Linked DNA regions of Mus musculus: regions 1, 2, 3, 4, 6 and 7 are each linked to region 5. A link is a contact called in public Micro-C and promoter capture Hi-C data. All regions are on one chromosome and are shown on one strand. Each heading gives the region's core, a stretch centred on a gene start, on an enhancer-like site or on the middle of the called end of the contact. The rest is flanking DNA. Distances are from core to core; before and after follow the strand shown. Region 1 holds the start of Zfand1 (zinc finger, AN1-type domain 1). Region 2 holds the start of Impa1 (inositol (myo)-1(or 4)-monophosphatase 1). Region 3 holds the start of Snx16 (sorting nexin 16). Region 4 holds the start of Il7 (interleukin 7). Region 5 holds the start of Tpd52 (tumor protein D52). Region 6 holds the start of Fabp5 (fatty acid binding protein 5, epidermal). Region 7 holds the start of A930014E01Rik (a long non-coding RNA gene).

What was found. Promoter capture Hi-C pulls out the DNA fragments that hold promoters and counts their contacts. A called contact is a pair of places that touch in the nucleus more often than the background predicts. Capture Hi-C pulls out chosen DNA fragments and counts their contacts.
Region 1: a promoter capture Hi-C map of pre-B cells shows a contact between it and region 5, with 8 times the contacts expected there. The contact joins the promoter of Zfand1 here to the promoter of Tpd52 in region 5. A contact is called at or near these places in 1 of 39 promoter capture datasets (pre-B cells) and 1 of 115 datasets of contacts at active chromatin or transcription factors (pancreatic cancer cells).
Region 2: a contact with region 5 is called in a promoter capture Hi-C map of pre-B cells, with 6 times the contacts expected there. The contact joins the promoter of Impa1 here to the promoter of Tpd52 in region 5. A contact is called at or near these places in 4 of 39 promoter capture datasets (3T3-L1-derived adipocytes, liver and pre-B cells), 4 of 115 datasets of contacts at active chromatin or transcription factors (T-cell acute lymphoblastic leukemia, astrocytes, large pre-B cells and 1 more) and 2 of 9 other capture datasets (liver and macrophages).
Region 3: a promoter capture Hi-C map of liver shows a contact between it and region 5, with 3 times the contacts expected there. The contact joins the promoter of Snx16 here to the promoter of Tpd52 in region 5. A contact is called at or near these places in 2 of 39 promoter capture datasets (liver and pre-B cells), 2 of 484 Hi-C or Micro-C datasets (CD4 T cells and CD8 T cells), 1 of 115 datasets of contacts at active chromatin or transcription factors (pancreatic cancer cells) and 1 of 9 other capture datasets (liver).
Region 4: a contact with region 5 is called in a promoter capture Hi-C map of liver, with 4 times the contacts expected there. The contact joins the promoter of Il7 here to the promoter of Tpd52 in region 5. A contact is called at or near these places in 1 of 39 promoter capture datasets (liver) and 1 of 115 datasets of contacts at active chromatin or transcription factors (bone marrow-derived dendritic cells).
Region 6: a promoter capture Hi-C map of pre-B cells shows a contact between it and region 5, with 6 times the contacts expected there. The contact joins the promoter of Fabp5 here to the promoter of Tpd52 in region 5. A contact is called at or near these places in 4 of 39 promoter capture datasets (the HPC-7 cell line, hippocampal neurons, liver and 1 more) and 2 of 115 datasets of contacts at active chromatin or transcription factors (astrocytes and large pre-B cells).
Region 7: a contact with region 5 is called in a Micro-C map of palatal mesenchyme, with 4 times the contacts expected there. The contact joins the promoter of A930014E01Rik here to the promoter of Tpd52 in region 5. A contact is called at or near these places in 8 of 39 promoter capture datasets (the 3T3-L1 cell line, the C10 cell line, the HPC-7 cell line and 4 more), 1 of 15 datasets of contacts at CTCF or cohesin (large pre-B cells), 10 of 484 Hi-C or Micro-C datasets (B cells, the G1E-ER4 cell line, LSK cells and 5 more), 1 of 115 datasets of contacts at active chromatin or transcription factors (large pre-B cells) and 1 of 9 other capture datasets (liver).

Annotation. Positions count from the first base shown.
Region 1 is chr3:10,349,691-10,353,059 of GRCm38.p6, forward strand. Zfand1 (zinc finger, AN1-type domain 1) reads right to left here and starts at 1,627. Exons shown (of 8, transcript NM_025512.3): 1 at 1,552-1,627. The coding sequence starts at 1,606.
Region 2 is chr3:10,330,121-10,333,763 of GRCm38.p6, forward strand. It overlaps Impa1 (inositol (myo)-1(or 4)-monophosphatase 1), which reads right to left and starts at 1,319. Exons shown (of 9, transcript NM_018864.6): 1 at 1,202-1,319. Slc10a5 (solute carrier family 10 (sodium/bile acid cotransporter family), member 5) reads right to left here. Exons shown (of 1, transcript NM_001010834.2): 1 at 1,614-3,643.
Region 3 is chr3:10,438,236-10,441,783 of GRCm38.p6, forward strand. It overlaps Snx16 (sorting nexin 16), which reads right to left and starts at 1,895. Exons shown (of 8, transcript NM_029068.4): 1 at 1,680-1,895; 2 at 1-49.
Region 4 is chr3:7,611,579-7,615,160 of GRCm38.p6, forward strand. It overlaps Il7 (interleukin 7), which reads right to left and starts at 2,182. Exons shown (of 5, transcript NM_008371.5): 1 at 1,593-2,182. The coding sequence starts at 1,602. Gm16685 (predicted gene, 16685) reads left to right here and starts at 1,127. Exons shown (of 3, transcript NR_168341.1): 1 at 1,127-1,231.
Region 5 is chr3:8,962,710-8,966,193 of GRCm38.p6, forward strand. It overlaps Tpd52 (tumor protein D52), which reads right to left and starts at 1,437. Exons shown (of 6, transcript NM_001025262.2): 1 at 1,138-1,437. The coding sequence starts at 1,273.
Region 6 is chr3:10,010,741-10,013,871 of GRCm38.p6, forward strand. It overlaps Fabp5 (fatty acid binding protein 5, epidermal), which reads left to right and starts at 1,845. Exons shown (of 4, transcript NM_010634.3): 1 at 1,845-1,978. The coding sequence starts at 1,900.
Region 7 is chr3:10,296,353-10,299,813 of GRCm38.p6, forward strand. A930014E01Rik (a long non-coding RNA gene) reads left to right here and starts at 1,594. Exons shown (of 2, transcript XR_387546.3): 1 at 1,594-1,953. It also overlaps a transcript of Fabp12 not described here.

The DNA.
Region 1 (3,369 bases), core at 377-2,876, 1.4 Mb after region 5:
GGGCCCGAATGTTTTCCTAGAATGAGAAGCGCCTAGTGAGCTATCACTATTGTTATTAAACGAATCATAATACTGTGAGCTTCAATTTCATGCCAAGAAATTAGAGATATGTGTCAATATGTAAACTCAAACACATAATCTGCAGAATTTTTATACTTTTTTAGATTTATTTTTCTTATTATTGTGTGTGTGTGTTGTGTTTTCTTGTTTGACACAAATGGAGGGTGGAGGATAACTTTTCGGGAATCAGTTCTCTCTTCCCACTGTGATTTTGAGGCAGGGTCTGTCTTACTCCTGGCTAGTGCCTCTGAATGAGGGTCCTGCCTACAGCCATGCTCCTGTCTGAGACACACGCCGAGGTTTGGATTACAGACTTTGTCACTGGCCCATTATGTCACTTTCAATGGGAAAAATTGGTTGTGTTTGCTATTTTGAGACTTAGAGGGTTCAAGCAAGTATTATATGCCATTCAAGGTAGCCCAGGAGGAAGAGTTATGATTAAAATAATTTCTTAGCATCACATATCCCTACTTAACTGCACCCCCTTTCTGCTAGTCCAAGAGATAGGCCTCATCTTAATAACACTACAGATATGTGAAACTGGAAAGGATGAGCTATATCACAGATGGTAGATATATTTAGACATACTAGTAAATCAACCTGACAAGATGTATATAACTTAACAGTCAAATTCAAATAGCCAAGCTTCCCTAGGAAAGGACTACATGGGGAAAAAAAACCAAAAAACAAAAACAAAATTGATCTGCTGAGTGAATGGTAAAGGACATATACAACAACACGTCCTGTCTTGCCTTTGCTTAGTGCAGGCATCACCTACTGCAGGAATCCAGGCCAAACCCAAGAGCTGCATTCAAGACCTTGTTAGGAACTAACAGAAGCTGCAGCATGAGGAAACCCTCTGCTCACATTTGGAGTGCGATCTAACAGACTGTGAGCCTGACGCTTTAAGGACTTGCCGGCTATAGGAGTCTAAACACCCTGAACTTTGACGCATACCACCAGGGCCTATGTTTATGACAAGGTCTACCATTACCATAGTATTTATTAAACCTTCCTAAAATGTGGTTTACTGATCTGCAACTAATAGCTTAAGTTAATATTAGAAACACCAAGACGTCTAAAAACCTGCGAACACACTGCTGAAAACTGATGCTCTTCAACGCATTTGTCAGACAAAAAAATAAAAAATCAATCAAGAAAAAGCCTGGGAAAGTGGATGCTCCACGGTGGCAATGGTAAGGACCGAGGGGAACTGGAGTCCTGATCTAAGTCGCTTCGCCGACCAGGGCTTCTTGAGCAAGGCCATCTGGATACCCCGAGGAGTCTGCAAGGTGTGCATTCGGGATCTGCGTGCAAACCAAGGGAGCCACAAAGTTCGCCCCTACACCGAGGAACAGTAACAAAGACACCACCAGTATCACCCTGGAAGGTCGCTCACGCCCCGCGTCCTCCCTCACCCGCCGCCACCGCCCCGGCCGTCAGAACCCGGCCCAGGTCTCCCGCGGATGAAAATGGGGCTTCCAGCGTCACCTCGCTGCCGGCAGTGCTGCACCTGGCAGTGCTGCCCAATGTCCAACTCCGCCATCTTTCCACCGCCGCAAGGGCAGGGGGCGGGGCAGCGCTGGGAACGTCAGTCCGGAGCGGGCAGGACCGAGGGCGGGGCGTCCTGTGAGGTGGGTGGGGCCTGTAGTGGGGCAAGGCGGGGCTTTCGGGGGCGGGACCCCCGGTGGGGTGGGGCGGGACTCCGCGATGGGGCGAGGCGAGCATGCGGGGCGGGGCCCACAGGAGAGGCGGGGCCTTGAAGACACTTGCGCGCTTCCTGGAGGTTCCAGCACTCTCCAGAAAGAGAAGAGACTTAGTAGAACTCAATTCTTGTAGCTGAGGTTCTCGGGCTCAAATTTGAGAAAAACCTAGCTCCTCTTTTGGAAACTGCACTCGCTGTTCTCTACATTGAGTCTCCAAAATTGAGAACTCCCTCACGAAGATTTCTTGATTTCTTAAGTAACTGTATTCCCAGGAGCCAACAAAGACCTGGCAAGAAGGAGCTAAAGGAGTCTGCAACCCTATAGGTAGAACAACAATATGAACTAACCAGTACCCCCAGAGCTCATGTATATGTAGCAGAAGATGGCCTAGTCGGTCATCATTGGGAAGAGAGGCCCCTTGGTCTTGCAAACTTTATATGCCCCAGTACAGGGGAACGCCAGGGCCAAGAAGTGGGAGTGGGTGGGTAGGAGAGTGGGGGGAGGGCATGGGGGACTTTTGGGATAGCATTGGAAATGTAATTGAAGAAAATACCTAATTAAAAAAAAAAGAATGCTAGCAAAAAAAAAAAATGTTATAGCAATCAAGAGAGGTACCGGGACACTGATTACTATATTGTCTTGATGTTTTAGTTTGAAGTAAATGCCCTCACCATGAAAGCATTAGGCTTTTGTTTTTAATTTAAAGGCTTCTTTTAATTATTTGTTAAAATTCTAGTAAGGAAAAAAAAAAATACATGCAACTAAAGTGTACATCGCTCCTCGGTTAGGAGAGCACACTGCAGAGGCAAGCTCCTAGGTCATAGGATGAAGGGAGCTGTTTGATGTCTGACGAGCCTCTTCATTAGAACTAAGGGGAGGCCTTGCCTTGTAGGTGGGGTAGGAAGGGATGTCTTTCTACTGACAAGACACTGGACACAATCAGAGTGGATGAGTGACAATCAGCTGCAGACCTGAATAGTCTCCCATGTGACTTAAGGGTACTCAAATGCTCTCCTGAAGAGTAAAGTGAATACAATTGCCACACACCATACTTTTTCAGTGCATTCTGGATATTCGAACAGACACCACAGGCTTGGGCAGCAAACAGTTTTTTCAGAGAGCTAACTCCCAGCCCTTGCGATTTCTTGAATCTAAGGCTCAGCAACTTACGTTTTACTAATGTTGGTACAGTCAAGCAACAGTAGATTTTCTAGAATGTTACCGTGACTGAATGTTCTAAATAGATGGCAAATATATATCCCACCAATCCAATCAGAACATTTCTTTTTCAGCTCTTGGAGATCTCATAGCAGCCCAAGACTAAAGTTTAGCTACTCCTATCCCCGAGTCTCCTTTTCTGGTTTTTTCTTTAGATATTATTTACCAAAATCTATCTCTCCATCTATTTGTGTTCAACCCCTTTGTTAAATATATCCTCACTGATGAAATTCCAGTGATAAATGAATCAGAAACTCCTCTACCTCCATACTTAGTCATGACAACTTTTTTTAAAAACATGAGCTCTCGGGCTGGTGAGATGGCTCAGTGGGTAAGAGCACCCGACTGCTCTTCCGAAGGTCCGGAGTTCAAATCCCAGCAACCA
Region 2 (3,643 bases), core at 69-2,568, 1.4 Mb after region 5:
GATATAAGGTGGGCTTCAAGCTTTGAGCATCCTCGCTTAGTCTTCAGAATGCTGGTGGGATTACAGACATTTGCCCTCACGCCTAAGCGCCTTTTCCTGTGATCCAAGCGTCCAAGCAAGCATATAAAAGGCGCTTTGAGTTATAGAATAAACTCCTTACAGCTCTTCAAGAATGCTTTCCAAACTTGGTCACACTTGTTCTTACTGCTCTCTTCTATTCTGTCACAACTGGACATTCTTGGGCTGGGCTTGCCTCCTCACCACTTGCTTCCTCAAGCCACTCACACTTTACCTTGTGACAACATGAACAGAACACCTCCTGACTCCCCAGGACTGTTTCAAAAGCCATCCATCGAATCTTCAACCCAACAGATATCAAGCAATAGACAGTTGCAGAAAAACTGCTGTTGCTATGCAACATTTGGTCATTTATAATGCATGCTACATCTTCTTAATCAGTTCTAATATTCCTTGAGGAAAGGAGGCTGATAAATAAAAATTTCTGAGGTGCCCTAAAATGTAGAGGTCCAGAAGAGGGAAGACACAAGGGAAGTTAATTAGGTAACAGTTCTCTGGGGTTTGTTCTGGCTTTGTGGAGCATGGTGGGGGGCAAGAATAGAGACTTTAAAAGCCTGTGCCTTGAAATTCAATTATAGCGTTAGCTCATCAGAGGCACTTTTTTAGCTTTGTTGCTGGTAGTTTACAAAATGTGCCCCAAGTCTTGGTCCATTTCCTAGCTGATATATATTAATGGCTCAATAAACCCTTTTATTTCAAAGACCTTTGCTTCAAGACTTGTTTTCACGGGGGTCATATTCTATCACCCTCACTTTGGGAACAAAATCATACAGACTTAAAATTGTTTCTATCCTATACAGGCCCCGCTCCCGACGCAGGACATCACCGGACCTGGTCTTGTTCACCCCTAATCCTGTAAATTCGTGAGCCAGGGAACTTGCCGTGTAGAGCCCTGAGGGCTTGGGCAGAGCCGGGCTCATTCTGCGACACAGAACCTCAGAGATCGAGGACCGCCTGGCGAACCCGCTCGGCTGTTTCCGGAGCGCTACGGAGAGCACCGCCGGGAGGAGGGCCCGGCAGGCGCCCCGGCCCAGCATGGGGAGAGCTTGTCTGCAGCCCGCACAACCCCCCGCCTCGGCCACCGAATAACGCTGCACGGAAGCCAGGGACAGAACCGACTCACCTCGCGCGAGCGCACCGCGATCGATGCTCAACCGCCGGCGTCCGAGGGCTCGGTTCTTCGGCTCTTCCGGAGGTAACGGGGATTGCTCCGACAGGAAGTCCCGCCCCATTAAAACCCCGCCTTCACGTCTTCGCTCAGACTGGAGGTGTAAGCCGGGCCGAATTTGCCTTTGTAAGGGCTGGTCCGGTTGAAGTTACCGTGTTCTGGCATTCTCCTGCATACCCTTTCTTCTCTAAGAATCCCGTTTTCAAATCTCCACTTTTGTCTTTATTAGTTTATTTTTTTATTAGTTTATATCATATATGTTATATATTAGTGAAATTAAATATATATAATATATTATATATTATATATTAAATTATATATAAATTATATTAGTTAAATTTCTTTATTAGTTTATATTTTCCCATTTCCCATTCTGCTCTTCGGCTACAGCTAAATTGGAGTTGTGACTGTCATTGGGCACTCTCATTTGTTAAACCTGTAAGCCTAAAGGAGATTTTTATTTTTATTTTTTGCACCAACTCTCTTCTCCATAATTCACTTAGATACAGGTTGTTTGTTGTGGACTTGACGGCGGCAGGCAGTTGCTCTCCGCACCTGCAGCCCTCAATACTAAGGACCATAGGCTTTGTAAATACTATACAAGCACCCTGTCTTTGAGCCGCTTTCAAAGGCGTCGATTTTTAGCAGTGTTCCATTATGTAGCATAGGTTGGCTTCTGAAGTCTTTGAGCATCCTGCCTCCACTTTCGGGCTACAGGCACCTGCCACCACACCAGACAGCACTTGTGCTCTTACGTGCTTAAACATAAGTGTTAGAACGGTTTCATGAAGAGTCCCTGCACAATACAGATGAGGAAAACAAAGCTTGGAGAAGTCAGGGGATTTGTCCCAAACTCACACAACAAGAGCATAGCACCCTGACTCCAAAATCCGCAGAGAATCTTCATGGCTCAACCACTTGCTCTGGATGACCAACAAAGGCTAGTTTATGGTTCTTAAAATGTTTCCTCACGTGGAACAGTACCATGGTAAGTATGTTACTTTTAAGTGGAACTCTATCCAGATGACCTACCCACAAGATGACCACAATGCCCTGGCATAATTACTTGTGAAGTGATTGGTTCTCAGGAATCAAAACAAGAAATTATCAACAACATGTAACATGTCTCAGAGATGAGTGGCAGGGACAGCAAATCGGATTGATAAACCCACAAAGACAAAATGAGTCTACTCTTCTGAAGCCTGCTGCCTTAAGACACTGATGTGGGTGTCTATCACATACTCATGGTTTTTTGCTCTTCCACAAAAGACCTTCAAGAGCTTGGTTTTGGGGTCCTCTATTATCAGTTGTTTGAAAATAAAAATCTTATCAAATGCATGCTGTATGAGTGAAAGAGCCTCCCCTGACATTGCAAAGCAGGACAGATGAGGGACCAGGTATCAGATGTCTTTACATTAAATGATCGCTAGCTTCCTCCATCAGATGAGCAGGACTCCATGGGGCTCATTGCAGCCTCTGCTGCTTCTTCCTTGCTACAGTCAGGTAACTCAGCACAATCCATTCTCCTGCCAAGTGCCTGCTGAAAGCCAAGCGCACAAAGGAGTCTGATGTTCTGATTCCGTTATAGCAGCACTGACTGCAGGCTGGTGTCACACAATACAGAACCCTGTTGCTGAGTGTGTGGAGGTGGCTCTGATGTCTATAGAGACCTCCATACATGACAAGAAGAAAACTCTAAGCACACACAAACATGTACACTCACATGACTGCACACACACACACACACACACACACATACACTGGGGTGGGAGGGGTTCTGTTCTAGTCACTTAAGCAAATGCTAAAACTTATGTGGTGTCCCAAAGTTCACTGGAGAATTATTGACTGAGATTAAAATGGTGGAGTCTCCATAAGCCAGGTGAGCTACTCAGGAGTAGAGTCTATCTCCATGTTATTCAATATGGTTTCATGATTGATGGAACATAGGTAGGAGCTGCAAACACTGATCAAAATAAGCTAACATTCTCTGTAGTGTTAACAGGTTCCAGATCATTAGAATATATATTATTATCATCATAGAATTGTTATTCTATGCATAGTGGAGTGGACTTATCATTCCTCAGAGCTACAAACTTAAAACTAAAATCAAAATTTAAAACCTGGCCCATCAATACTTTCTGCGTTTGTTTACTGTTTGATTAATCGAGGTAGGCTCTCCTGGAACTCACTCACTAGACTAAGCTAGGTTCAAACTCATGGCAGTCCCACTGCCTGGCATCCCTCTTGCTCTTAAGAGCAAGGTATTTGGGTAACTTAATCCTTATTTGATTTAATACATTTAATGATGCATAAAGCTATCCCACAAAGCACATGTCGGGTTAACCTGTATCTTAAACCTATGTGGACGTCTGTGTTTTACAGATTTGAAAGCTGACG
Region 3 (3,548 bases), core at 645-3,144, 1.5 Mb after region 5:
AAGAACAACCAATATGCAGTTCATTGCTTTCTTCTTAGGAATTCACTATCTAAAAATGAGAAGGACATATTGAAGAATTAGACTTCAACCTAGAACTCAAACCAATAGAAAAGAAAGTGCTTCTCTTAATTTGTGACACTCAATTACCTATGAAGACATGGGTAACATCATCCTGTAATCTGATTTACCTCTGTGGACTCTTGTTTACATGGTTAGGAGAACAAACTTATTTTACATCTCTTTTCTTGACCCTTATGATATACATATTTCTTCTTTTTTTTTCCCTTTGGTCTACTTTTCTTTATTTTTTGCAATATTCATTTTAAATGGACTTAATCCTAACATACATTCAAACATATTTCCTGTCTACTCCCACTCAAAAAATGGAAGCAGAAGGAGAAGTTTTGTCGTCCTGGTTGTACTATATGCAACATAGGAACAGAAGAAGGAAAAAAGTCATTCATTTTACTTTTTTATAGAATTACTGAAACTCCCAAGGATTTACACAGGCTAATCATAGTCAGTCCGAAGTTTGATTATTACTAAGGAATGCTCTTTTACTTTGATTGAGATTTGCAATGCTATGCATGCATTCTAAACCTCTTCCTTAAAAAATATGTTAATTTTTAGGCAGGGTCTTACAAGGTTGTTGCCTGTGAACTTGCTAAGTAAGTAGCCTAGGTAGGTTTGAACTTTTGATCTTGCAGCCTCCATAGGTGCTGGGATACACACCTGTACTACCAAGCCAGCAACAACTGTCTTGAAAGTAACATTTTTTTTTAAACTTAGCATCAAATATATTTCAAATGCAAACTTGGTAAAGTTAACGAAAAAAAAGGGGGGGGGAAGGTATCAGGTTTACAGTCAATCAAATTAAATCATTAAAAGTTTTGCTTTTTGATTCTAGATTATTCATTCTCAATAACCTAAGGTCCAAAAGATGGTTATATTGTATGTCTGAATAATTTTGTAGAATAAAGAAGTAATGACTTACCATTACGACGTTAAGTAATAAACTCAGAAATGTTAAGTAGCGACCAGGAGAAATGACAGGTCTATTTATACACAGCAACAGGGGGTCTACCAGCCCAACTTTATTTACTGTCCTCTTAGCAAGCTGTCCCCTCTGGATGTAGGAAGTTTAAACAGGGTGTCTAACCTCACGCGGCCAGTGCAACCTTCCTTATTGTGGAACATTCAAGAAACTTGAGCTACGGACTCACCCCTTGGGTGAATCCTGACCCCCACCCCGCACCTCCCCAGAAGAACCGCGCAGGATTCTCGTAGCTCCGGCGCTGGCCTCTGACATCTGCCACCTGAGGCCCCGGGCTGCCAAGGGCGGCCTCGGGGTGCGCCCGGGGACTTCCACCCGCGGGAGCGCCGAGCGGCGGAGGGAGGGCGTGTCGCCTTCTTCGGGGGCGCCTGACCTCGTACCCAGGAGGATGCTCCCGCGCTACCTGGGGAGGAGGGTGACAGCACGGTGGCGGAACGCAGGCCCGGGGAAGCTGGCAGGGCGACGCGGTCCGCGCGGGCCGCGAGCCCTCAGGCCGGGCTCCCGCACCTGCAGTCCTCCCGGGCCAGGCGCGCCCAGGGGTGCGGCGGGGTCCAGGCTCCCCCGCGCCCCGCAGCCTCCCGCGCGCCCGCCCGCCGTCCAGGCGGCAGGTGTCCCCGCGTCCTACCTCGGCGCGCTCCGCGACCCCACGCCGTCAGGGGAAGGAAGGCGGCTCCTGTTGGACTGCGGCGGGTCGCGTCCTGCCCGGGCACTCGGACTCCTCACGTGACCCTCCGCCCCGGAGCAGCCGCTCGGTGCCTGGGCACAGCCACCCAGCCAGGTTCCCGCGAACCGAGGGAAGGGACGGCCTCGAGTGGGAGGGGGAGGTATGCCGCTCCAGGAAGTGACGTCACAGCACGGCACCGCCCCCGGAGGCCCACACTGGGATTGCTGGTCCCTGTCTCTGCAGTGGCCCGAACAAATCTAATTTTATCACAGGGAATCGACAGTTTTTTTTCCACAGGCTTTATTACTAGGGAGTTTCTGAGAAATGGGGCTACAATATCTAGTTTGCCAAGTAGATGAAGAGAAGACTTCAATTCCCAGAAGGCACTTTGGCTAGCATAAGTTCGGGCTAGAGCTTTGCATCATGGGACTTGTAGTTATCACTGGTTGGGGGGGGAGGTCTAGAAGGTTAGTCATTTTCCATAATTAGCATTTCTTTGATGGATTGACAACTGATTTGAAGAGTAGGCAGATAGAACACTATTTTATTGTGTATTTGTCCCTGTAATTTAGGACTATGGTAAAGATTCCTGAATGCCTGAATTTCTGAATTTAGCCCAAGTGAAAACAGTATTAGGCTGCTTAGATTTGCTAATTTGAAAACCTTTAGTGTTTCAGCAACACTATTATTTAATATTATATATCAAAGTTTACAGAACCATTTGTCAGTACAATCGAGTTGTCTTATTTAAAGATCATTCAATGATTTCTAGGGCTTTGGAGCGATACCTAGAAGGGGAAAATTGAGAGTGGTGATTCCAAAATGATAATGTGATTTCTGACATAGGTGTAGCTTTTATTGGAGAAATAAGTATGAGATAAACAGAATTCGTTGAAAACATAAAGATATTTTCAGGATGAAATTGCCCTTTTTGTCCTTGAATTAATATAATTGAATAAAGGGAAGAAAAAAGTAAGGCAAAGAAAAATGAACCTTGGAATAGTTTTCTTAATAGGGCTCCAGGGGCCAAGGAAAGAAAAGCGCTCAAGAAATAAGAGTGTACAGGTAGCATAGTTTGAAGAAAGATGAAGATCTTGTAAAGGTTGTTGGAACTGTTTGAGTAATTTTTTTTCAGATTATTGAGTGGAACATAACAGGATATACATATATACAAACATATACATATATACATATGTATATATCGCATATTTTCTGGTATTGATAAATGGCTAGATTTTACTTTCAGGAGATAACTAGACATTTTTAGTAATCAAAGAAGAACATTCTGTGTGTTGTCAGATAAGGGCTACAACATAATCTATATATACAATATAATCTATATATATACTGGCCGGTTCCTACTTATAGACTTTTAGTTTACACTCTATGCAGTGGTCCACAATAGAAATGAACTGTTTACACAGCTTACAGAATAAGATTATTTTTCTGACTTTTGTGTTGTGTACTTTTATGTATGTATAATAAGAGGGCATTTGAGCTCACCCAAGGTATCGTTAGACAAGATGCATAGCTTTTATCAGCCTGAGGTGATAGTGGGGTGAGCGAGAAGATGTAAAAACTACAGGATAAAAGAAGCATTTGAAATGGAAAGATATATTATTTCCCCTCCTAAGGAATTGCTCTATCTTCTGTACATTTGGCTTCTCTTGTGGCTAGGTTTATATCCCGGTTTAGATACATTTTTATTAAGCTGGATTTTTTTTTCAAGTAGCATATTTGATCCAACTTGTGTCCAACAGGTGCCTCTTTCCAAAGAATTAAAATGGAGGTGTGGCTGAGCAAAGGCATAAGATTGATGCCACAGAAACT
Region 4 (3,582 bases), core at 932-3,431, 1.4 Mb before region 5:
CTTCCTCCATATTCCCAAGGCTCTATGTTTCTCATTGTTTCCTTTTATTAGTATACAAATAAAATGTATGCTGATTCATAATGAGGCAGCACAATTGAGCGTCAGCGAGTGAATCCTTGTTTACTTGGTGTCCCGACATAACAAAGTGGAAACACAGCACACAGCCTTGATGGAGTTTACCCACGCCTCTAGTAAATTTTGGACCGAAAATGAAAGAAAAAAAAAAAGCCACTTACTTTAACTCCCGTGAGTTTAATATTTTCATATTTTCTTTACTAAGAAAATAAGGCATGTCCGATATGGATGTATCTCAATGGGAAAAGCCTCCTCGTTTAAATTACACCTTTGCTTTTCCTTTGTCCTTTTATCTCTCCAGGTTGTAGGTAATCCAAGGGTTAAAGTGAAAGGCAATTTCAGAACCCAGGGCATTGCAAAGAAGACAGGGATGCGGTGTCTCTAGCTGTACAGTGAGCTCCTGCAGGGGCACCTTGGCAGCCTTCCATCATTTTCTTGGGCAGTCTCTCAGGTCTCCACATCTTTTATTTGGTTTCTGATAAGTACTCCCTCAAATGTTTTTGGTTCGCTAGTACCTAAGAGAGGGGAAGTAATTGTACCTAAAACAGTGGGCCGGAAACCAATACAATGGTTTGCAATGGGGTTGCAAAAGGAAAGAGCCTTAGGCTAGATCCTGCACCTCCATAGGTTCTCTTGCTTGAGGAAGTATTTAAAACACCTGCATTCCCTTAGGTAGACCTCCTCACACTCCATTCTGTTCTCATCTCTATTAGTTCTAGCTACAAATGGATTCCAGCCTCTGTCAATTCTGTTCTTGTCCACTTTAAATCCTTACTTATTTAAAACTAATGCAAGCCTATTAGATTTGATCAGGGAGCTAAGAATTTGTACTCATGGGTACTTAAAGTTCTGCCTCCCTTAAGTAGCAAATATATAGAAGGAAAATAAAATCTGGCCTTTTGCAATCTCAGCCGCAGGACTTGGGTTCCCAGCAAACAAGTCAACTTACAGCCTGGATCGGAAACTCCCAGACTTACTGCGGGGAGAAGAGGGGGTTTTCCAATGATCTGTCCTTTAGGGTTTAAAAGCGCATCCTGGGAGCGACTCTTTCATTCTCCATGAAGTTCTGAGCTGCGAGAGCCCAGCAACGCCCTGAACCCAGGCAGCCTGTGAGTAACTGCACAGCCAGGAAGCCAGGAAGGGCTGCATTGAAGAGGTACTGGCTAGGGACAAAGTGGCTGAAAACCACTGACTACTGAGTCTTGACTGCAGGGGGCCACCGCGTCGCGGCTCCCGCACTGAAGCTCTGGGTCTGGGGATCTGAAAACCGCCTCGGGAACTGTTCCTCCCCGCCCGCCAGGGTTGTACGCCCAGGTGCCAATGGTTCTGGGCAACCGAGCTCAGCGCGGGTAGTGGCTGACCATGGGAGAGGCCAAGCTCTCAGCCTGTCCAAAGTGCAAGGCCGGGCTATTCCCGGACGTGCGGAGGCGCGGGGGCGGGTGGCACCTCCCGGACTGTCCCAGAGTCCCCGGCGCGCTAGGCGCACCTACTTGTGCGCACCAGAGAGCAGCGCTTACCATGGAACATGGTCTGCGGGAGGTGGGTGTAGTCATGATGACTGGGACTGCAGCAGGAGCCGGCTCTCACCACCCATAATCACTCCCAGGACCCCGGTCATCCACCGGGTGGCCGCAAACCGGTGCTGGGCAGGGCAGTTCAGGCAGCTGACTCCTCTCACCCACGCCACGCCTGGTCCATCCATCCCAAGAGGGGCCGCATGCATCACCGGCCACCCAGGCGCTCTGGCTTTGCCATAACTTCCGTAGGATCTGCCGGCAGACTAAGCAGGGTACTTTCAGTTTCTACTTTGCGCTGGGTCTTCAGGTTCAATGTTTGGGTTTATACCCTCAGCGTCTTCCCCAGTCACCTGGACCAGGATCAGTGGTTGCTGCGAATTGAAAGTAGCTCAGGAGAAGCCAGCTGGCCTTCTGGATCAGAAAGATTCGGCTAATAGGCTTTTCAAATGACTTCTAACCTCTCTGGCAACTCTGTGAGACTGGGAGCTAAAACCGCTGGTTACTAATATGTCCACAGAAGCCACAAATGTGCAGCAGAGAAAGCTCGCTATTGCAAGTCAGTTCCACTGAGGAGGCGTCGCTGCTTCTGCTGCCGCCGATGTAAGTCATCTTAAAAAAAAAAAAAAAAAAAAGGAAGTGAAGGATGATTAAGAGGGTCACGCCCTCTGCCCCTCTAGGTTCTCTAGTTTGTTTTTTTTTTTTTTTTCCTCCCTGTCATCTGTGCAATGCACCTGCTCAGGTAGGACTTTAAGAACAAATAATTCTTGTGAGTCCATCCAGTCTAGTATGTAAGTGGTAGCTTCAGAAAACCAAAACTCGTATTAGTTGGGGGCACATAGAAGTTCTGCATAGTAACTATCTCCCACAGTTATCTCCTGACATAGCTAATCACCATTGTGATTGTTTCATTAAAGTGTTTTGTTTTGTTTTAATAATAGGCCTGAATTACCGAGGGGATTCCTGATTTAGTGTTGTTTCTTATAATCAGGAGAAACACTGCTTAGGTGAAGGCAGGTTGTGCAAACCAGTAACAAGAGAGATCTGAGATCAGGACCATATCTCTCATATATCTAGTATTTGCTCTATGCCAGGACTCTTGGTCAGGAATTTACATGTATTTTGGCATCTGGAGTTTTCTGCCGAGGCAATCTGTTTTCTTATCTGCAGTTGAAAGATACACATGGGAACAGAGGCTTCCTTAAGTAACAGAGCTAAGTTCACGTGGCTGAATTTGGATAAAAAACACCTGCAGGCTGGCTTCAAAGAGTCTGCTTGGAATCTCTTGTGGAAGAGAACCTTGTAAATAATGGAGGATACAGTAGACTAAGAAGACGCCCTAGGGTGGTGGGTGTGCTCTTAACGCTCTGGGGAACCTCAGAAAGGGGTCTGGAGCTGGCGGTTCCTAATCGGACATCAGGACACGAGCTTCAGATTCTGTCTGTTAACAGTGAAAAGAGGCAGAGAGGTACTGTTTGTGCATTTAGAGTGTGGACCATAGGAGTTCTAACTGGGCACTGGCCTGTGGACTCTGCAGGGACTCTCACTTTCCACATTCAATGTAAAACCTGTTGTCTTAGTGCACTTCCAAAATAAATCCTACCCGGTGCCTGCAGGGCTGTTTAAACACCTCTCTGTTGTCTCTCTTGTTGTCATCCTGCTCAAAGCATCAGGAGATTTGACAGTACTTGTTATCTTCACTGCAGCCCTGGTCTCCAGACAGCTCCCATCCACAGAGAAGGGCTATCTAGAATAGGATTAGGCTCCAGCGTTGCAGTATGACAGGATGGAAGAGAGCTACTGTGGTGAGAAAGCATTTCAACGATGGAACATGGAAAAATGTCCACCAAAAAAAAAAAAAAAAAAAAAAAAAAAAGGAAAGAGAGGAAAGAGAAAGAAAACAGGGAATTGCTGGCAAATGAAATCAGGAAACTGAGCCTCTCAGGCACACATTTCCAAAAATGTCATTGGAACTCAGATGTGGAGAAAAGCA
Region 5 (3,484 bases), core at 187-2,686:
CCTGCTGGGGACCCTGCCACTCCGCCCACTCTCAAGCCTTAATGACAGCCCCACCGTCCCCACTGTGAGCCCTGCTCTGATTCACAAGCCCACAAGTTAGAACTAGGTCATCCCCCCTCTTAAGTGCTGGGTAACGGGGAAGCCCAGAGATCCCACATGGGTCACAGGCAAGGGAAGTGTGAAAATGAGAAGAAAAATGCTTTTCCCATGCCCTGTCTCCCACAGACATTACTAACAGCTTCCAACTTCTAGAGGGCAGTGTTAGCCTGAAACTATCAACATATGTGGGTTTCTGAAAATCCAGACTATACCTCAAAGGTGGCTGCTATAACCAAGCACTGAAGCATGCTGTGTTAGCACACACCTGTGCCCTGCAAACGTCCAAACCCCCAGCAGCTTGGATCAGAGGTGCCACAGTCTGTCCTTCACTGTCTTCTAGGTTTCCCAAGCTCTACTGTTTAAAAAGAACAAAACGTAACCAATTCTCCACAGTAAGGAAATAATTAACTTCTTCTGGGAAAGCCAAGTTGCTTCCTTGACTCTGACAGAGGAGTTCATTAAGCCATCTCCTCTTCTTGGCAAGCAATAGGATCCTTCCTGCAAGCTGGGAAGGAGGCTGTCCCCACTTCTGCTGGACCCTATGTGGGGATCAATTCAGACTGTCACAGCCTGGTTTCCGCCTTGTGAACAAATCCGTGTCCCACATGGGAAGAAACAGCTGCTTCCAAAGGTGTGGTGGTTTTTCATTTTCCCTTTTGGAAACTGTGAGGTGTACATAGCTATTTGTCTACATGGCTTTTGGTCTCCCAAGGGAAAACCCAAGCCTATCTTCACCTTGATACTTGTGGTGTTATTGTAGCACACTCACCAGGCCCTTGAGTGTGGTGAACGGTTTTGAATGCCTAAGCATCCTTTACTAAGACACTGCCTAGGCAGATTTTAAAACTGTACCCACTATTTGACCCCAAGACCCTCCGTGTCATTCACCATCACCGCACATCCACAGACCTCTAAGGAGCATAGAAACAGACGGTGCCAACTTTAAAATTCATTGTCCCACTCTAAACAGTTAACAACCAAAAATAACTTCCCATGTTGAAGAACACAGCAGAGGGAACTCACTACACAAATAGTTACCAACGTTCTGTGTAGGTGAACCAGGCGGCGAGGTGTTCCCGCTTGGAGAGAGGTAGAGGTAGTTCTTGTTCACTCCAGAATCAAAATCAAAGGGGGATTGGTAATCATCAGCCAACTCCATATCTCTGCACTCCATGCTAGCTGAAGGCAGCGAGCAAGGCGAGCATGGCGCTGCGGCAGCCTGGGAGCCCCGGGCTGAGGGAGATCCGGCTGACCTGTGCAGCCCAGGTGAGAAGAGGAACCGGGCTTAAAGCCCCGCCCAGCTCCGGCCCAGAGGAACCGGGCTTAAAGCCCCGCCCAGCTCCGGCCCAGAGGAACCGGGCTTAAAGCCCCGCCCAGCTCCGGCCCCGGCGTGGCTCCGGCTCCCACGAGCAGGTCTGTAGTGACTCCTCCCTTAGGAGGGCCCTAGTCACCACCTGTCGCTAATTCACTGAACAAAGAATAACCGGGGCAGAGGGAGTGGCCTTCCCTCTGTACACAAAGGAGGCCCCCCACTCTGGAGCCCCATTCAGTTGTACAAACACTAGACACTAGCAGGAATATTGTTTAAAATACAACTTTTTTAGACCGGTCATCTGACCACATCGTCGGCGGGGCAGACTTAATCTTCTAGGACAAGAGAGGATTATCTGTCAGTAATCTCCCCGAAAATGCCATCTGGGTGATACTTTTCTTGCACCCTATATTATACAGGATTCTGAGAGCTTGGCATCCCGTGTTTAGCAAGCAGCCTTTTAAGCAGAACCTAATACAAAAATAAAGCTAGACCCATCATCCTTTTTTTTTTTTCTAAAGCAGAATCTGAATAACTGTCAAACAATTTTAAACTGACTCTTTGGAAGAATGAGGTTTTCATAGGAAGTAGCTGGAAGGTGCAGGCAGCTCCCACCGCTTCCGGGGTGGGGGGTGGGGGGGCTGAAACTCCCACAGCTGGGGGCAGGGGGTGTTTCAGCTCCTTTGTTTAAGCAAAGTCAGGCATGCCCTCAGGGCTCTACAAAGAACTTGTTTCTTTGGCACACCCTCCAGGCAGAAAGGGAGCTGGCTGGTAAAACTTTACAATCACCAAGTCCACTTCCTCCATCCCAGGCCTCCAGAGACCCTGCTCATGCTCTCTCCATGGCTATTGCTGTGACCCAACAGCGCTTGCAGGCCCTTGGTGGAACTAAGTTAAAAGGAGGAAATAGGTCAAGCCAGGCATGGTGGCTCATGCCATAATCACATTACTCAGAAACCTGAGACAGGGGGATTGCCATGAAGCTAGCTGGGACTTCAATGAGAGACCCCATCTCAAAAACACAAAAACAATACATAATCTCTGGAATCTATTTATAGTCTCTGAAATGTAAGGCCTGAGCTTTCTATTGTGTTGTTTGTGTGGGCTCGAGTTCATGTCAGTAGGAGTCAGAACAGGTTGACAGAATCCCCTAGGACCAACACGCAGTTATGACGCACTATATGAAGTCAGGGAACTGAACCTGGGTCCTCTGTAAGAGCAGTAAACAATCTTAACCCAGGGCCATCTCTCCAGCCCCCAAAAGCAAACCATTTTAATGATGAGCAGAAATTCCAGTGTATGACTAGTCTTCAAAATCTCTAAGATGATCCATATTCATCTCAATTTATGACTGATTCTCGTTTCTGTTCTTTTTAGGTAGTCGTGTGTACTCTAGGGAATGCCTTTGTCTAATTTAAACTTTTTGAGAATTTATTTTTAACAAAAATATTTATAGTTTCCTCCTTAAAGACAACAAGATTTTGGCAGTTACGAATGCTTGCTGTTTAATTGAAACCATGAATTGTCACAAAGAGGTGCAATGGCTCATCCTTGAAATCCCAGACCCAAAGAGGCTGAGGCAGGAGGACTACTACAGCTTGGGCTATGTAGTGAAGCCCTGCACAGAAAGGACAATAATTCTGTTTTCTTTCAAACGTCAGGTTTTCTACAGTCCACTACGTCATTCCCTCTGACAGGGCCCAGTCAGAGTTAGTGGGAAGGTCTGTCCACTGCTGTTCTAGCCTCCTTCCTATGGAAAGGTCACCTAGCTCTGCCACAGACACACTACAGCCTCTGGTGACATCCACCCTGCATCCTGTACCCAACCTGCTGTACTGTATTTTCTCTAGCTGAGGCCATGCACCATCCTTCAAGACCATCACCTCTTCTCAGAAGTCTTTCTAGTTCCCATCTCCCATCTCTCCCCCACCCACGGCACTCACCTGTGAAGAACTCTCTGCCAGCCAGACCTCATGGCTACATTTCTGCCGGCCTTATCTGAATATGGGACTTATAATCAGTGGAGAATAAAAACAGCCTTATTTTTAAATATGAGGGCTAAGAATCTAAGTA
Region 6 (3,131 bases), core at 595-3,094, 1.0 Mb after region 5:
TCTGGGTGGCGACAACTTCATTTCAGCCCATGTTACCTCCAATGAGGTGTGGGAGCAGGCAGGAAGATTCTGTAAAAAAGACAGTCTGAGAAAGGTCATTCCACACACAGAAGGGAACTGATGGCCTCAGTCAGTGGGATGTCGCAGCTCAGGACACATCAATATATGTATGGCCTTAGTAGAGAATGTGGCACTTCATGTATGTATGGCATATTTTGAGCTGGTCTGAGAAGCTGCAGGCCTTTGGATAGCTTTGAAAGGACGTACTTTAGACAAAGAAAATCATAAGTATAAATTGTCGTGCATTTGTGTGTGTTTGTGTGTGTATGTGTGTGTGTTTACGGGCCTGCATGTGTGCACATGTATGTGGAAGCTAGTAGTTGACATCAGCTGTCTGCCACGACAGGATCTCTGACTGACCCGGAAGCTTGCCAATGCCGGGTGGGCTGTACCAGGGAGCTGCAGTTCTAGGTGCAGACACAGCAGCAGCTTTTGTGTGGGTGCTGTGGATCTGAAGGAGTCTTCCATCCTGGGTTCACTTCCTCAGCTGCAGGGCAGCGTGACTGCAGTAAATTCACTTAGAGTTATTGTATATATCCAACCTAGTAAAAAATTATGGCTCAGCTGCCCTCAAACAGACTTAGGACATTTACATTGGCCTGTGGTTGGGCAAATTATCTAATACAAACCTGAATCCTAACAAAGCATGGACTATCACAGGTGGCTTACTAAAAATGACACTGAAAGTGAGGATCAGTAACTGTGTAATGACAACTTCCGCAAGGGTGTTGGCCACACCTGTAATGTCAGCATGTGGTAGCTGGAGAGTGATGGTCAGGAGCTACTAGCTGCATATGGAGTTAGAGGCTAGCCTGGGCTACATGACCGCTCCATAACCTTTACTCAATTCCTCTTCTCACTGTCTCATAAAATGTGCTCCCTTTGTCTCCCTGTATCTCTCCCTGCCTCCCCTCCCCACACACTCAGATTCTGTGACTGGCGATGGCATCTAACTGTCAGCGGATTGTCCTTGGAGCCTTATGTTTTGTGGGACTTCAGTGCATATCAAAGTGATAATTTTTTTTTTATAGTCAGTATATTCTAGGCAATTTACTAATTCATAGCTGGGCCAGCCACCCTCAAAGGATGGAGGGAAGTAAAAGTTTTGATCCCTGATCGGGGAATAGAAGCTAGTAAGATTTTTCAGGAAGTGACAGTTACCTAAGCTGAAACTTGCTAGTGTAGTGGAGAAAACAAACTTGTAGAGCATTGTAATCTCCCTTAGAGACTGCTGCCAGGATTGTCTAGCATGCACAGACAGACAACCAAGAGGCCCCAGTGAGGCCCCAGGAGGCGGGAGGGTGGGGTCAGAAGGTTCTTTCATGAGGGAGTAGGATGTAGGGCTAAGGAGATTGCAGTTTATTAATTCAGTAATCAGCCATTCAATTCCTATAGCGCCAAGCGATGGCTAATTTGTTCCTCCCAGGTACTTATCAAAAGCAAATGGAGGCGGCAGGACAGTGGGACCACGGCGCGCAGGCTGTCCTCAGATGGCGCGGGTGGGGGTGGGGGTGATCCCTGGGCCCACGGGACTGTGCCGCAGCTGTCACTAAGGGAGGCACAGGGCGCGCCAGACGAGTCGCAGCTTGCAGGAGCTGCGGGAAACGTGACGTCCCAGTCCGGCGCAGCCAGGCCAGGGTGGCACCTTCAGACCCCCCAGCACAGCCCAAGGCGCACAAGTCCGGGCGTGGCGAGGGGCGGTACCAGGCTGAGGCGCGCCTCCTATTGGCTGCCCGACACCACCCCCACACCAAGGACGATATAAGCGCAGATGGCGCCAGGAGCGGAACAGCGCCCTCGCCACCGCGTCTCTGCTGCTTTTGTGCTCTCCCTCCCACCATGGCCAGTCTTAAGGATCTCGAAGGGAAGTGGCGCCTGATGGAAAGCCACGGCTTTGAGGAGTACATGAAAGAGCTAGGTGAGATTTTATCGCCGAACCCCTCCCTGGCTCCTCATCCTTGTGGGGATGTGTTGGTTCCCTTCCACCATGCGATCGGGGGAGCTGCAGGGAGCACCTTGCGGCAGTTAGGATGGAGTGCCCGCCTTTGTCGCCGGCTCCGCACGTGGTGGGTCACCCCGCTTCTCCCCTTTTCTGCTTCTTGCCCCCGAAGCAGCCCCTCATTGCTTCCGGCCCTTCACAGGTGCGTGCCAGCGGTACTGCTGTGAGCCCCCTACAAACAGCCCCTCAGTTGCCTCTTAATGTTATCCCCACTTCTCTTCCTATCCTCACCTGTGCCACCGTCCTGCCCCATCATCCTCCCCTGGCGTGGCAGCACTCACTCTCCTTTTCCCTTTGCCCCATCTTTTGTTCCTCGATGGCGCCAGTCCCCTCCACCCCATCTCCGCCTCAGAGAGGACACCGCGTGGTAGGGCGTGGTTTCTGCAGAAGCTCTTTAGAGGCTATGAATGATGCTGCTTATATCCCTTTCTCTGCAGCACGTCTCAGGTCCTCTCCTCGCCGCACTGGCTAGGCGTGGCGCCCGCGGCGCTGCACGGTCGACAGCTGGTGGCATGTGGGCGAAGTGCGGAGACATCCATTGTGCATGGTTGTTGTCTTGCGACCGTTCTGTTCTACTTCTTTCTCTTGATTCTGGAGGGTGAGGAGCAAGGAGACTTGGGCCTGGCTGGAAAACTATAATCAGAAACTGCTGTTGCTGGGCCGTGGCTGCCAACTGCTACAAGATGGGTGTGGCTTTGCAGCAAGCACTTGCTCCTTAAAGCCTAACCAGAGAGTGGGCAAGGTTCAAATTCACCCTCACTGGAAATAGTGCCTCGTTGTCTGTTGCCAGTTTTGCCTACTCTTAAGATAGGGATGCATTGGTAAACACAGAACAGACAACGAAATCGACACTTGTCACAGATGCTAGGAAGTGGGATGGGGTTAACGGAAAGGTACTCTCTCGGAAGAGGTACTGCTGGTAGGAGGAGGCAGCTTCAGGCGCTGCTGTTCACAGTATTCCTCCCTGGTTAAGAACCAGCCTTAATTCTTTTAAACATTCAGCACACTATGGGGCTAAGTCTGGCTCCTGATGAATCCTGTTTGTGCTAACGCTATTGTCAGAATGTGGATG
Region 7 (3,461 bases), core at 344-2,843, 1.3 Mb after region 5:
TTGTACGATCTTTACTGTTCTAGTGTATGTTGTATACGAAGACACTGAAGTCCAGGGAAGTTTTAAATAACACCTTTCCAAGGTCCTATAAGCTCAGGCTGCCATGGACATAGTGATTCTCCTGCCTCTGCCTCCTACATACTAGGATTACAGGTCACTACCACCACACCTGGAATCCAACAAAGACCTCATGATTTTTTTGTTTTCCTCTTGATCTTTTTACTTACTGGAAAGGCAGAAATAGAGCAAGTATCAATTTCAAAAGCAAACTCATTTTTCTCTCTCTCTCTTTTTTTTTTTTTTTTTTGGTTTTTCGAGACAGGGTTTCTCTGTATAGCCCTGGCTGTCCTGGAACTCACTCTGTAGACCAGGCTGGCCTTGAACTCAGAAATCCGCCTGCCTCTGCCTCACGAGTGCTGGGACTAAAGGCGTGCGCCACCACGCCCGGCTCCATTTTTCTCTTTTATGTTCCAAAGATAAACAAATGGTTGGACTTAGGAAGAAAACTTTACAAAAATTTAAATATGTGATTTTAGTGACTAGAAGATGTGTAAAGTTTCCATGTTTTCTCCCTTAAGCATTCCTTGTGTTTACAATGAGTTTGTAATACTATTCTCAGTGTGTTTTATTTAGACTATATACAGAATTTCTTAGACAACTTTTATGCATGCAGCTGGTAGGTTACCTGTGCAGAATAATAGCAATACTTGAAATAGCTATTTGCTACTAACCTGTGTACCTGATGCAATGTCGTCTCCCTAAACTTGACTCATCTAGCCTTCACCAGCCCTGTAGAAGGTGACAGAGAGGACTTCTAATCCCAGAGGTTTTCTGCCTTAATGTGAACACTTGTGATGAGCCACCTGCATATTCATCCACACACACACAGTCCTTGCTTCCTGTCCTGTGCATATGGAGTTTGTGTTACCTTCTCCATGAAGGGACATGCCACACAGGTCATTTAAATCCATGTTTACAGGCTGTGGTCAGTCATGCTTGGCTCACAATGAACTTTCACTTCCTGAAAGCAGAGTATCTTATGCCTATCCATACCCATGATTTCTGCCCTTTACAAACAATACTGCTCTTAACTGACTTTAACACATATAACGATCTCAGAGTTCAAGCCTAGCCTGGTTTACAGAGCCAGTTCCAAGACTACACAGATAATTTTATCTTGGAAAAAAATGGAAACAAGACAAACAAAAAATTGTAGACATTTTGGAACCGGGGAAGAAAGGAAGCGTCCGTGTCCCGAGGAGCTTGGAATGAAGGCCATGACTTTCCTGCTGCTTTCCTGCTGAAGCTGCCATTTTCCTGCTGTAGCTGCCATTCCTCTCCAAGCAGCAAAGTAGACAATGTCAGGTGTGAGTTGGTGGAGCAACTAGAAATCATGTAAGCCTCATGAGAACAGAAACGCACTCCTTAAGGTAGTTGCTTGGATCTGCCTGTGTCCTGGGCCCTGAGCCCCATCGCACCTTCTCTCAGCCCTCAGGCACTTAGTGGTATAGTATATCTTGCTCATATTTACCTTACCTGGGACTTTAGAAGTAGGTGTGTGTGGGCTCACCACAGACACGAGTTATGTGCAGGTCAGGCCACTTATAACCCGAACTTTAGGCTGAACTGTGTTTGTTTTGGCACTCATTGCACAGTGGCCTTCGGTGAAGGTTGGATCTTTTATCGTCACCATATGCCCGAAGCCATGCTGCAGAGTTCTTGGCTACTGGTTCTTTTACAGACTTTTGAAACAAGGTTTCACTTTGTGGGCCAGTGTGGACTCCAAGTCATGATTGTCTTGCCTCAGTTTCCCAGTGCCAGGATTATAGACATGCCCCAGCACAGTGGCTCTACTTCTGCAATTGTAATACACTTCAGTCCTTGTCACCTGGCTTGGCACATGAGCAGCTTGTGAATGCGGTTACTGAAATCCTGTTTGACAGTCCCTGTAAGGTAAGGAAGGATCTCTCTGCACTCGGAAATTTCACAACAAAAATTAATTTTTGTTTGGTTTTCCGATTTGAGAGTAAGCAGCTGTTACAAGCTTGATCAAAAACCTCTCCACAGGCTCATGTTTTAAACTCTGTTCCTTATCTGGTGTCACTATTTTTGGAGGCAATGGAGGCAGACCTTGGCTGGAGAATTAGGTCACTTTGTGTGGGTCACTGAGGGTAACTTCCTGGGCCCTGGTTCCTCCACCGTGTTCTCCCCCTCACTAAGCCCACCACGTCTTCTTCAACTTGGTGGATGAAAACTGAAATTCAACTAAACCTCTCCCCCCTTAGGTTGTTTCTGTCAAGTATTTGGGCAAACACTGCAATGTTAATTAGTCCAACAACGAAACACGTGGTGAAATCGGGGTCACAGAGGGGACAGCAACTCAGGGGAAGAGACCTGAGGGGCATGTCAACAGGCTTATGGTGGGGGACAGAGCACACAGGGTTTAGCAGCCACTGTACTGTATAAACACATCAAGACTTAATCAACAGGACATTCACTACAGGCACAGACACAGACACACACCACACACACACACACCACAAAACAAACAGAGACACAGACAGACAGGCACACACACATACACTCCACAGGGTTCAGGAGAATAAGCTGTTATTAAATGAGGTAATCACTCTTGGGTTTTCTGAGCTGCATTAAAGGTTATCACAGGCTCCCTTTAAGAGAGAGATGGAGCTAGACGTGGTGGTGGCACATGCCTTTAATCCCAGCACTTGGGAGGCAGAGGCAGGTGGATTTCTGAGTTCGAGGCCAGCCTGATCTACAAAGTGAGTTTCAGGACAGCCAGGGCTACAGAGAAACCCTGTCTTGAAAAAACAAAAACAAAAACAAAACAAAACAAAACAAAAAACAAACAAAAAAAGAGAGACAGATGGAAAGTTTCACAGAACCAAGAAGGCCATGTGAAAACAGAGGCTGGGCTACTGAACCCAAAGCCAAAGAATACAGACAGAGGCCATTGGAAGTGGGAGGAGGCAAGAGACCAGCTTCCCATGGAGGCCCCACTGAGAACACAGCCACCAGACTGGTATTTTAAATTATAGTGATAATAATGCACTTGAGTTTTCTGGTCTTCAGAATTACATGATTGAACTTTTGGCTGTTTGACTCAAACAGTTTAATAGAATTTGCTACAGGAACCACAAGTGACTAAAACAGATTATCTAATTTTTTTTTTTTTTTTTTTTTTTTTTTTTTGGTTTTTCGAGACAGGGTTTCTCTGTATAGCTCAGGCTGGCCTCGAACTCACTTTGTAGACCAGGCTGGCCTCGAACTCAGAAATCCTCCTGCCTCTGCCTCCGGAGTGCTGGGATTAAAGGCGTGTGCCACCACGCCCGGCATATCTAATGTTTATTAAAACTTGTACACACACACACACACACACACCACATAGACACACTCAGACACAAACCCCACACATAGACACACAGAGAGACATATACACA